Regions from separate parts of the Canis lupus genome. Here region 2 is linked to region 1. Evidence: chromatin contacts called from public Hi-C data. All regions are on one chromosome and are shown on one strand. The core of a region is the stretch at or near the end of the contact, and the rest is flanking DNA. Distances in the headings are between cores, read along the strand shown.

Region 1 (4,721 bases), core at 1,587-4,086:
GTAGATCTTGCACTAGACTGGGATAAACTTGAGCAGTCACAGTGGCAAGGGGCAAGAGATTAAGAAAACATCCCACCATTACACACACACACACACACACACACACACACACACGCAACATCATTTCTAGTATCCAGTGTGAGTCACGTTAAGGCAGATATGAAGTGTCCTCAGCTAGCCATCTGGTTCCAGCCTCCTCTTAGGGTTGGAGAAGGTTCAGCTAAACCACTTGCCCCCCCCCCCCCCCATCTTCAGTGAGGAGGTAAGGACATAACTGTCCTCCATCCATTTCCTGCCTACCTGGGGCTCTCCATAGAATTCCTCCCACACTCACCTCTCTCTCCACCCTTCCTCATCCTCTCTGCTCTCCCCACCTCACCCTCCCCTTCTCTCTCCTCCTCTGGCTCTTCCCCTCCCCCACTCTCCCCACCCTCTCCTTCTCTCTCCTCCTCTGGCTCTCCCTCTCTCCCCCTCCCCTCCATCTGGCTCTTCCCCTCCCCCCATCTCCCCACCCTCCCTTTCTCTCTCCTCCTTCCAGCTCCCCTTTTGCCCCTTCCTCTCCCCCTTCTCCCTCTTCTCTCCCTCCACTGGGGAGCACGTGGGAGGGACAGAGCCAGATCCCCGGCTGACCCCAGGCCTCCTGCAAGGGCCCCACGCGCCCCCGCCCAGCCCCGCAGGCCCCGCGCTCACCCGCTGCTCCAGGGCCCGCAGCACCTCCGCAGCCCAGCACCCGGGACTTGAATCCAGCGCCCAGCGCGGGTCCGCGCCTTTGGGAAGTCGCCGAGGCCGCCGCGCTCTCCCGGGAGGCTGGTCCGGACGGGAGGCCCCGCTGAGGTTCGGGAAGGTCTCCGCGCCGGCCGTCGGGCGGCTTCCACTTTCACAACCCTTGCGGCTTCCAGCAGCCCCGCCCCTGCTTTTTGGGCGCCCGCGGAGCAGGCCTGGGGGGCCTCGGTCCTCCCCCAAGACTCCGTGTCCCCGCCCCCCCCCCAGCCCTCTGAGAGGCAGACGCCTGCCTCCCGGTGATCTTTTCTCCTACCAAGTACAGCCACAGCTGACAAGGGGAGAGACCAACTGTTCCATTGCTAACGAGGCGGGATTGATCAAGATTAGATCTTTTCAAGTTTTGGTCAGGTAATCAGAAGGATGCCTTAAACGGTATCTTTACTCCCAAGGACAAAATAAACTCAGCACTCGGGGAAACTCAACAACAGAAAACGCTGGAGCTGAACTTCATGCCAGATTCACTTTTCCCACCTTTGAGTTCAGTGAGCACGGAGAGAAAGTTCAAGGGACTCAGAGGAACGCTGATTTGGAGTTGTGGCAGCAGAAACTGACTACTGGAGCCAGTTGCTGGGCCTCCAAGGATGTTGCTGGGGCCTCCAAGGATGTCAAATGCTGGCTCCCAGAAATCCCAACAGAACCATCTGTTGAGGGGCACCTGGGTGGCTCAGTGGTTGAGCGTCTGCCTTCAGCTCAGGGCCTGATCCTGGGGTCCCAGCATAGATTCCCTCAGCAGGGTCTCCCCGGGGAGCCTGCTTCTCCCTCAGCCTATGTCTCTGCCTCTGTGTGTGTGTGTGTGTCCTGAATAAATAAATAAATAACATTAAAAAAAAAAAGAACCATCTGTTGATAAGACAAAGCTAAGCTTACTGCTTCTTGAGGTTCTAGGGGAGCAGAATTTTGGTAGTGTCTCAAAAGGGGAGAGCAAGGTTGGGCTATTTATTGAGATTCTGAATTCTGGTTTAAGGCAGGTCTTTAATGTGGGGTCTTTAATGTTTAGGATAGGGTAAACACTGGGTAACAGTTTAGGATTGGTGGACGACAGACAAGGATTTTTCAAGAAGGTTTGGGATGTAAGCTGTGCTCTGATGTTTTCAATGGAAGAGCGTTTGCGTCTTTGAGGAAGTTATTGGAATAAGCAATAAAGATATTTGCAATTTTCATGTCCCTGGGCAAAGTTTGCTGGGATAGTGAATTTATGTGGATGAAAACAGTATGATAAGTCCTATTAATGTAGTTAGCAATCTATGTGAATGTAGATGGCTTCGGCGCTCTTAATGATGAACATGCTTGAGAACATAATCATCATTTTTTCATTTGTCTCTTAGAATATTGAGTATTTTATCCTGGAAAGAGGCTCACTCCTGAAAACACACTTGACATGATTTGTCACACACAGCATTCAGACACAGGGGAATGTTCTTACGAAACATTTTCACGAAGTTAATTAACATTGGGTCTTATAAAGCACATCAGTTTTAAAAATTAGAATCCGCTCTCCCCTTGGGCACTGCAAAAGAAATGCACATTGCATCATCTTATTCTGTTCTTTTTTTTTTTTTTTTAATCTTATTCTAAGTTGCCAGGGCCAGACCTCCATCCTTTAAGGAAACAGCAGTATGTTTTTTTTATTTTCCCTGCCCCCCACCCCCATCCCAGCCTGAGTTTTTTCGGCATCGTGTCCCTGACAATGAATTTTCTCTAAACTCTAAATCAGCTGCAGATCCAAAGGGATAACTCACCGAAGAAGAGCTCGTCCCAAACCCGGCAGGACTCGCAGGACTCGCGACTTTGCGTTGGGGTGAGGGTGGGGGGAAGGCCTTTGCCGCCACAGGAATTCCGCCTTCCGCGCAAGTGTCAGTGCCTCTGGCCAATGGGCGTGGAGATCCCGAGTCGCTTTGCTCTCATTGGTCGGATGCTCTGCTACTGCGGAAGCCGATTGGCCGCGCTCCCGCCGAGCGGAGCGCGGGAAAGGGCGAATGTGGACCTTGGCGCGCGGGGTGTGCACGATCCCCGGCCGCGATCGGGCCGCGGGAGCCCGCGCTCGCTCCCTGCCTAGTGGTTCGGAGTCGCGGCGACCGGGAGCAGGCCCGGACTCACCAGGCCGCTCGCGGCCATCACTGCCTGAATCCGCGAGGCCGAGCCAGCGGGGGGCGGAGCGGGAGGCGGGCCTCGGACGGGAGCCAAGGAGGCCGCCCCCGTCCTTGCGCAGGAACCCGGGGTGGAAGTAAGTGGGCGAAGACGCGCCTCCCGGATGCCCTGGGTCCCCGCCTGGAGGGCGTGTGTAAGGAGGAGGCGGAGGCTCCAGCTGGGCTTCTGCAGCGTGTCACCGGCTCCGTCGCTCGGGAAACGCCGCGGGCGGGTGCGGAGAAGGGGACTTGGGCGACTCTGGCGTTCCCAGCAGCTGGGGCGGGTCCTACGACTATGACAATCAGGAAGAAGCCGAGAATGGGAGCGGAGTGAATGCCCTAGTCAAGAATCTATCCTCCAACCGTCTATCCATAGAGGCAGACGTTCACGATCCTGATGAAGAAAACCCTACGGACCCCAGGAAGATGAATCTCAGAGCTGACAACTCCAGTAGGATGGGGCTTGCAGACCACCTGCTGGTTAAGGATCTGCGTCAAGGGCAGATGTGCACGTATTCGATACTGCACTGGAAAAGGAGCCACGGTTACAACCGTGACAAATTTGCCGCAATTGACAGAGGAATATTATCTAATGTGTGTAGAGTGATAGGGTTCCAAAGTGTGTTAGTAACTATAATACATGTGATAATTTGGGGGAACTGGGCATAATGTGCACACAATACACACCAAAGTAGCTACAACTCCTGCTTTCTCTTCTGTGGGTTCTCTAGGGTTTGGAGAGAATAAACTTTTAAAAGGCAAAAAACAGAAAACCCAAATTGTATGAAAATTTCATCACTCACTGTGGTTCTCTGAGTCATTAGAAGTTTCTATGCTCCTGAGAGTGACAAGCAAGGGTTGGTAAAAATACTAAGGTTGAAAATGCCTAACAGTCTGAGCTATCTGGTTTTGGAGAACTATCCTGGTGACCTCCCAGCATTGACCAGCAACCTCCTGGCGCATTATTCCAGCAGACTTGTCAGCATTTGATAGACTTCCGAGATATTGTCTGGAAATTAAGAAGCAATCGCAACTATGAAGAGGAGTGAAGTTGTCTTTTCTTGGTTTTGTTGAAGCCCACTGCCTGTGCAGAAAATGTGGAGTAAGGGGCAGCCTGGGTGGCTCAGCGGTTTAGCGCTGCCTTCAGCCCAGGCTGATCCTGGAGACCAGGGATCCAGTCCCACGTCGGGCTCCCTGCATGGAGCCTGCTTCTCCCTCCTCCTGTGTCTCTGCCTCTCTCTCTGTCTCTCATGAATAAATAAATTTAAAAATCTAAAAAAGATTTTTGAAAAAAAAAGAAATTGTGGAGTAAGACCTATAATGACAGAATAAATTTTTTTTATTATGATAGTCTCACAGAGAGAGAGAGAGAGAGAGAGAGAGGCAGAGACACAGGCAGAGGGAGAAGCAGGCTCCATACACCGGGAGCCCGACGTGGGATTCGATCCCGGGTCTCCAGGATCGCGCCCTGGGCCAAAGGCAGGCGCCAAACTATAATGACAGAATAAATCTAAGTGTCTAGTCCAGAGAATGTATTTATGCAGATATGGAGCATTTTCCGTGTCTTTCTCTTTCCTTCCCGTCTTTTCCTCCTTCCTTTTTTCCTTTTTTTTTTTTTTTTTTTTTTGGAGGGTGGGGTGAGGAGCTTTTGTACATTTCAATGTATAAACAAAATAGTAGCTTAGTAGACAATAGGCTTAACAACACTTCCCAAACATGGATGTTAAGAATTTAACATTTTTTAAAGATTTTATTTATTTATTCATGAGAGACACAGAGAGAGAGAGAGAGAGAGAGAGGCAGAGACACAGG
Region 2 (5,019 bases), core at 1,394-3,893, 220 kb after region 1:
GCGAGGAGATTGGTGGGAGGAAAACGCACCTTTTTCCCCGCCTCGCGCGCACCCCGGACTGGCTGCGCGCGCACCTGCCTCCCTAAGGAGCCGCTAATGCCACAAGGCTCTTTCTATCCTTCTTCCTTAAGCCGCGGAAGTAGCCTCGGCGTTCTTCTGCCTCCACCCCGATCCCACTTTCCTGTCTGTGGCCTTTCTGTCCCCAGCGCCGCCAGGTCTTGCGGGAACGAAGGGGGAAATTTTTTGAGTTGTCGCTTCTCCTTTAAGAAAAAAAACCCCGTCGGCAGCCGGATGAAAGTCTCTGAAAAAATGGCGGCGGTAGAACAGAGGCGGGGTCGTGAGGGCAAGGAGGGCCCGCCTCTTGGCGCATGCGCTCGGTTAACTTGTTAAAAGGCATCCTGGGAGATGGAGTCTTAAAGAGCCTAAGCTTGGGCGGGGGGGGAAAGATTAGAAACCGGAGGCGGAGAGGATGCCGGGAAGGTTTTGACTGATGCACGCTGGGAAAGGTAGTTCGCTCTTTCTGCAGTGGCTGTGTGGTCTTTCAGGGAGGTAGTGTTTCCGGGTTAGGCCGCGACGACCGCACAGATCCTGGCAGAAGTGGCGAGTGGATTGCTGGTCGGGATAGCTTGGGACGGTTTATGTCGACTTTCTAAGTTGGCGTTGACGGGACATTTCTTGGGTGGCCGCGTTAGTAGCGCTTTGTCTGGATTGGTTACTTCGCACCTCCTAGGGTTCACGCCTGCAGTGTTCGCCTCGTCATCCTGTAACTCACTACCCTGTGAGCTCCTGGAGGTCAGGGACCGAATCTGGATCCGTCGGGTGCTCGGGGCGTAGCGCAGTTCCCACCAATCAATCACTGGGTTCTTAATAAAAGCCTGGAAAGAATTGTAGAGCTACTGTTCTACTAGATGTCGGTGCCCAGTAGCTGGCGTAGGGTGCTTTGACCTGGCTGCGGTCCCAGGGCTGCGGCGGGGGGGGGGGGGGGGGGGGGTCCTGTTAGCGTGATTCTGCGACCTACTCAGAAACCAAAGGCCTCCTTCGTGCCTCTTGCCTCGAAACCACTCGGCTTCTGTGGTTTTAAATGTTTCTGCTGCACAGGAAGCACAGTCAGAGCAGCAGCTTTGTCAGAAATTACTTTTATGTCCACCAGCGCGTGCAGCTAAATTATCCTAATGCGTCAAATGGGAGTTTTCCATTTGTTTTCCAGGTTGCATTCCACGACAGCAGTGGGCCTCCAGCATGCCTTCATTTCTTCCTTTCATGCACTAAAATCAAAGAGTGGTTCTTACCCCTGGAAAAATGAAGCATCTGGGGCTTACACACACACACAGCCCTCGCCCCCCAAGCGGATGAAAACAAGACCTGGGGATCCAATTCTAAATTTCACATTAATCATTCATTTTAAGCTGCAGATGGAGTCTAATATTTGCAAGCCAAGTGCTGAAGTGCAGTTTTCCTTTCAGTGTTTTGGCTCAGTTACCACTTAAGATTCGGCAAATGTCTTATATTCGCCATCGAGTATTTTGCACTTTCAACGGGACTAGTGGCATTTCAGTTGTAAAAGCTGTATGGATTGGTGTGGATGGGAATTTGTTTCAAATCCATTTGGACTTTTGGAACAGCACTGACATCCAATGGCTGCTCAAAGTAATGCAGAGTGGGAATCTCCTTTTGATTAAAAAAAAAAAATCTTAACATCACAGGGGAATGGAAGAATGAATGATTCCTTTACATCAACGTAAAAAAAGACCTCAGTGTTGGAGAGGAAAGATCACAGGCACTGAAACTAAATCTGGATTATAATAAATAGCAAAGCTATCTGTAATTCTGTTATCTTTAGCAACTTACTATCCCTTGAATATATTTCACCACTGGTAAAAATGGAAGTAATATTATGTTTCAGAGGGCCATAATTATAGTTCTTTACATACTGCTTTCTCATAATAAGCCTATTGTAAATGCTTTATTTCATTTGACGTGGATAAAAAATCACAGCGATAAAAAAAGGTGAAAGTCAATCTCAGGATCCCTTTTCAGAGAAACTGCTATTAGGCAACATTACTAGGCAGAAATTGTGCTTCCTGAGACATCTGCAGCTTGACACCTTGTGTCTGGTCTTCCGGTTTTATTCTTCATGATCACTATAGTTGTGTTTTAGACCCCAGAAATAACCAAGTCCTGAAAAAATCCCAATGTGACTGCTACTCTGCCCTACTTTTAATGGATTTGCACTCTATTCAAGGAAGCTGGTAAGCATAATTTCTGAATCAGTAAATAAACAAAGATAGCAAAATGAATTGGGTGCTGGTTAACTCTGATAGAAATTTTATGAAGGAAACTTGCTTCCACAGTCATGGCTTCACACACACATTCACACCCAGATAGCAGGTTTTCTGATGCACAGTCACAGTGCCATAGACCCACATTGGGGAACAACGCAAGTGCAAATCTGTGGTCCCATGAATTCAAGATGAATCCTGACGCATAGTAGGTGCTCAATTTTTTTCGAAGTTAATTTCGAATCTTTATCACCCTGGCCAATGCACTAACAGAACTCAAATCCTTCTATGCACTTTATATGTCCCATTTTCAAAACCCTAACTTACCAAAAAAAAAAAAAAAAAAAAAAAAAAAAGCAAGAAAGAAAAAAAAAAGGAAAAGAAACTCACCGAATCAAAAGAGAGGAAGTGCTAGGCAAATACAGGAACCAAAAAGGGTTATAGAGGCAGCTTCACGCTGTCTCATTCAGTTCCTTTGTGGTCCTCTTGTTCAGCACATGCCAAAGCAGTTCCTCACAACCTGTGGGACCAGAGCATCTTGGGTGTGTGACGATGGAAGAGTTGGGTGAGTGAGGGCCATCTTGGAGGAGAAACTCCCGAGGGAATGAAGACTTGGCTGCCATCTCTGTGTGGTGGGGTGTACTTCAAGCCAGAGGGAGGGTGGTGCTGGAAGATTTTGTTTCCACTTCTCTCCTGACCTCAGCCCAACCAAGAGTGAAGCAGGAGGAACTATGATTGTTTTGGGGAACTCTGGGTTCACTCTGCAGCGGCACAAATAGGCGGAGAGATTGGTGCTCACCAGGGGAAACTTTGCACACATATTTTTGGATTGACTTATGATTGAGATCGTCATTTTATTATGAGTATTTGCCCCTCGGGGGCTGTTGCTGGTCATAGGGTGGTCGCATAGTTGGCACCTGCAGATTTGTGATTTAGGAAGAAAAAAAAGAAAAAAAGGAGAGGGATAAAGGGGGTATTACGAGGAGAAGAAATGGACCAGAAGAACGAGAATGAGGCATCTGTAAATGTTGGAGAAAGGCCAGGGTGGTTTCATTTGTTCCATGGTTTAGTGTTAAATCAAGGAGAATTAGTGCTTAAAACTCCAGTGATTCTGTTGCTAAGCTTTTTAGTCAGAGGAATTCTGAAGGAACAGATTACTATGGCCTACAAATATGATACTCTTTCCATTTCAAACAATTAAAACCAGCAGTGAAACAATTGGCCACATTGCTCGGAGAGATCTCTGATTCCCAGTCTTTGGAGTAATGGAAGGTTTGTCATTCTTGGGATTCATTCCTTTTCCTTTGCTGACGTTTGTTGCTGGCATCCTTACTAATACTGAGTCACTAACATTTTACTCAATTTCCAAGCTGTATTAATTCCAGAGTGTCCTGGGTTTTTGTATGTTTGGGGTATGTCGAAAGTGGGAACAACTATAAGCACATCTTGTGTATTGTCTTTTTTTGTTGTTAGTTGTTTAGAGGGTAATTTGAGAGCTAGAGGAGCAGAGAAAGGAAGATAGGCAAATTACAGGAGGGAAGAGATGTTAATGAAGATTTATTAAATATAAATAAATAAATACTGAATTGTTTTAAAGGTAAAGTCTATTTTGATGCATGGGGTCGAACATGTTTTGGATTTGGAGTAGAATCCAGATTCTTAGCCTGCGTGAGAGTCGAGGACGTTCACCTTTCTGCCTGAGTTCTAATCCAGCTCACTAGAATCTAGCCCTTCTTTCTTATTTTAGCGATACCTAATGGTTTTCATGCAGCTAATTCAGAAGGAAAGTAATACTTATTTAGTGACTTAAACTAAAACTTGACATTTTTACATATATTAATCATGTTAGTGTCTGAAACAACTCTTTGAAATGGGTATTATCCATTTTTTTTTCAATGAAAAAACTGAGAAAAACAATAACTGTGTTCAGTATCACTCGCAGGAGCCCCTGACACCAGAACTGATTAAGCTACAAGGCATTCTCCCATTTTAGTGCGTTGGCTCAGGTGTTCCAACCCATAGAACAACCCAGATAATTAGAAAATTAAAAATTAGATTTGCAGAGTTTTGCACTGCTTGCATAGGATGAACAGTAGATAAATCTGGTCCAGAGATGTGGAAAGTACCAAGTTGCCTGGAAGGTAACATTCATATAATATATCTGGGCAGCTGAACCTCAACTGTTTCTTTAGATTGTCAACAGCTCAGTAATTACCCAAAAGACTTAGAGTGGGTCTTTCTTCTCTGCTGCAGAGGAATATGGTGGAAGACAGGTCAGCAAAGGCAAGCGGATATTTCCTTTTTGCAGTACTTCCTCTAACATTGGTGGTTTGTTTCTACCCAGAAGTTTTACCTAAACCTTCATTACTCGGAGATGCTAGATAAAGGGGAACCTGAGGCAGACTCTGGCTCTGATTGAAATCACCCCAATCCTTTGAGCTATCCCAAGGCCACACTTTCTTCCTTTCGTGTCGACGTGATTTGATTTCTGCAGATGAAGGGCTATAGGGAAGGACTACAGAGTTTTCCATCTAATATTGCCCCCGCCCCCACCCCTCATAATCCCACATTTGTCATACTGAAATTAGTCATCTGCAAATTACGGAATCTGGCAGAAAGCAAGATAATCTGGGGTGTTGGTGTTATGTGCGCCTCTAGGAAACAGGAAGAGAAAGGCCTGTTAACTCATGACCCAGGGGGGAGAGTTTCACTAAATTTGGTTCACTGATTAGTAACCTTC

Evidence for each region. A called contact is a pair of places that touch in the nucleus more often than the background predicts.
Region 2: a Hi-C map of blood shows a contact between it and region 1, with 2.7 times the contacts expected there. The contact joins the promoter of LPXN here to the promoter of FAM111A in region 1. A contact is called at or near these places in 3 of 9 Hi-C or Micro-C datasets (blood and skin fibroblasts).

The regions. Positions count from the first base shown.
Region 1 is chr18:38,037,658-38,042,378 of UU_Cfam_GSD_1.0, forward strand. FAM111A (serine protease FAM111A) reads right to left here and starts at 2,837. Exons shown (of 4, transcript XM_038563170.1): 1 at 2,523-2,837; 2 at 691-807.
Region 2 is chr18:38,255,001-38,260,019 of UU_Cfam_GSD_1.0, forward strand. It overlaps LPXN (leupaxin), which reads left to right and starts at 2,644. Exons shown (of 9, transcript XM_038563189.1): 1 at 2,644-2,844. The coding sequence starts at 2,832.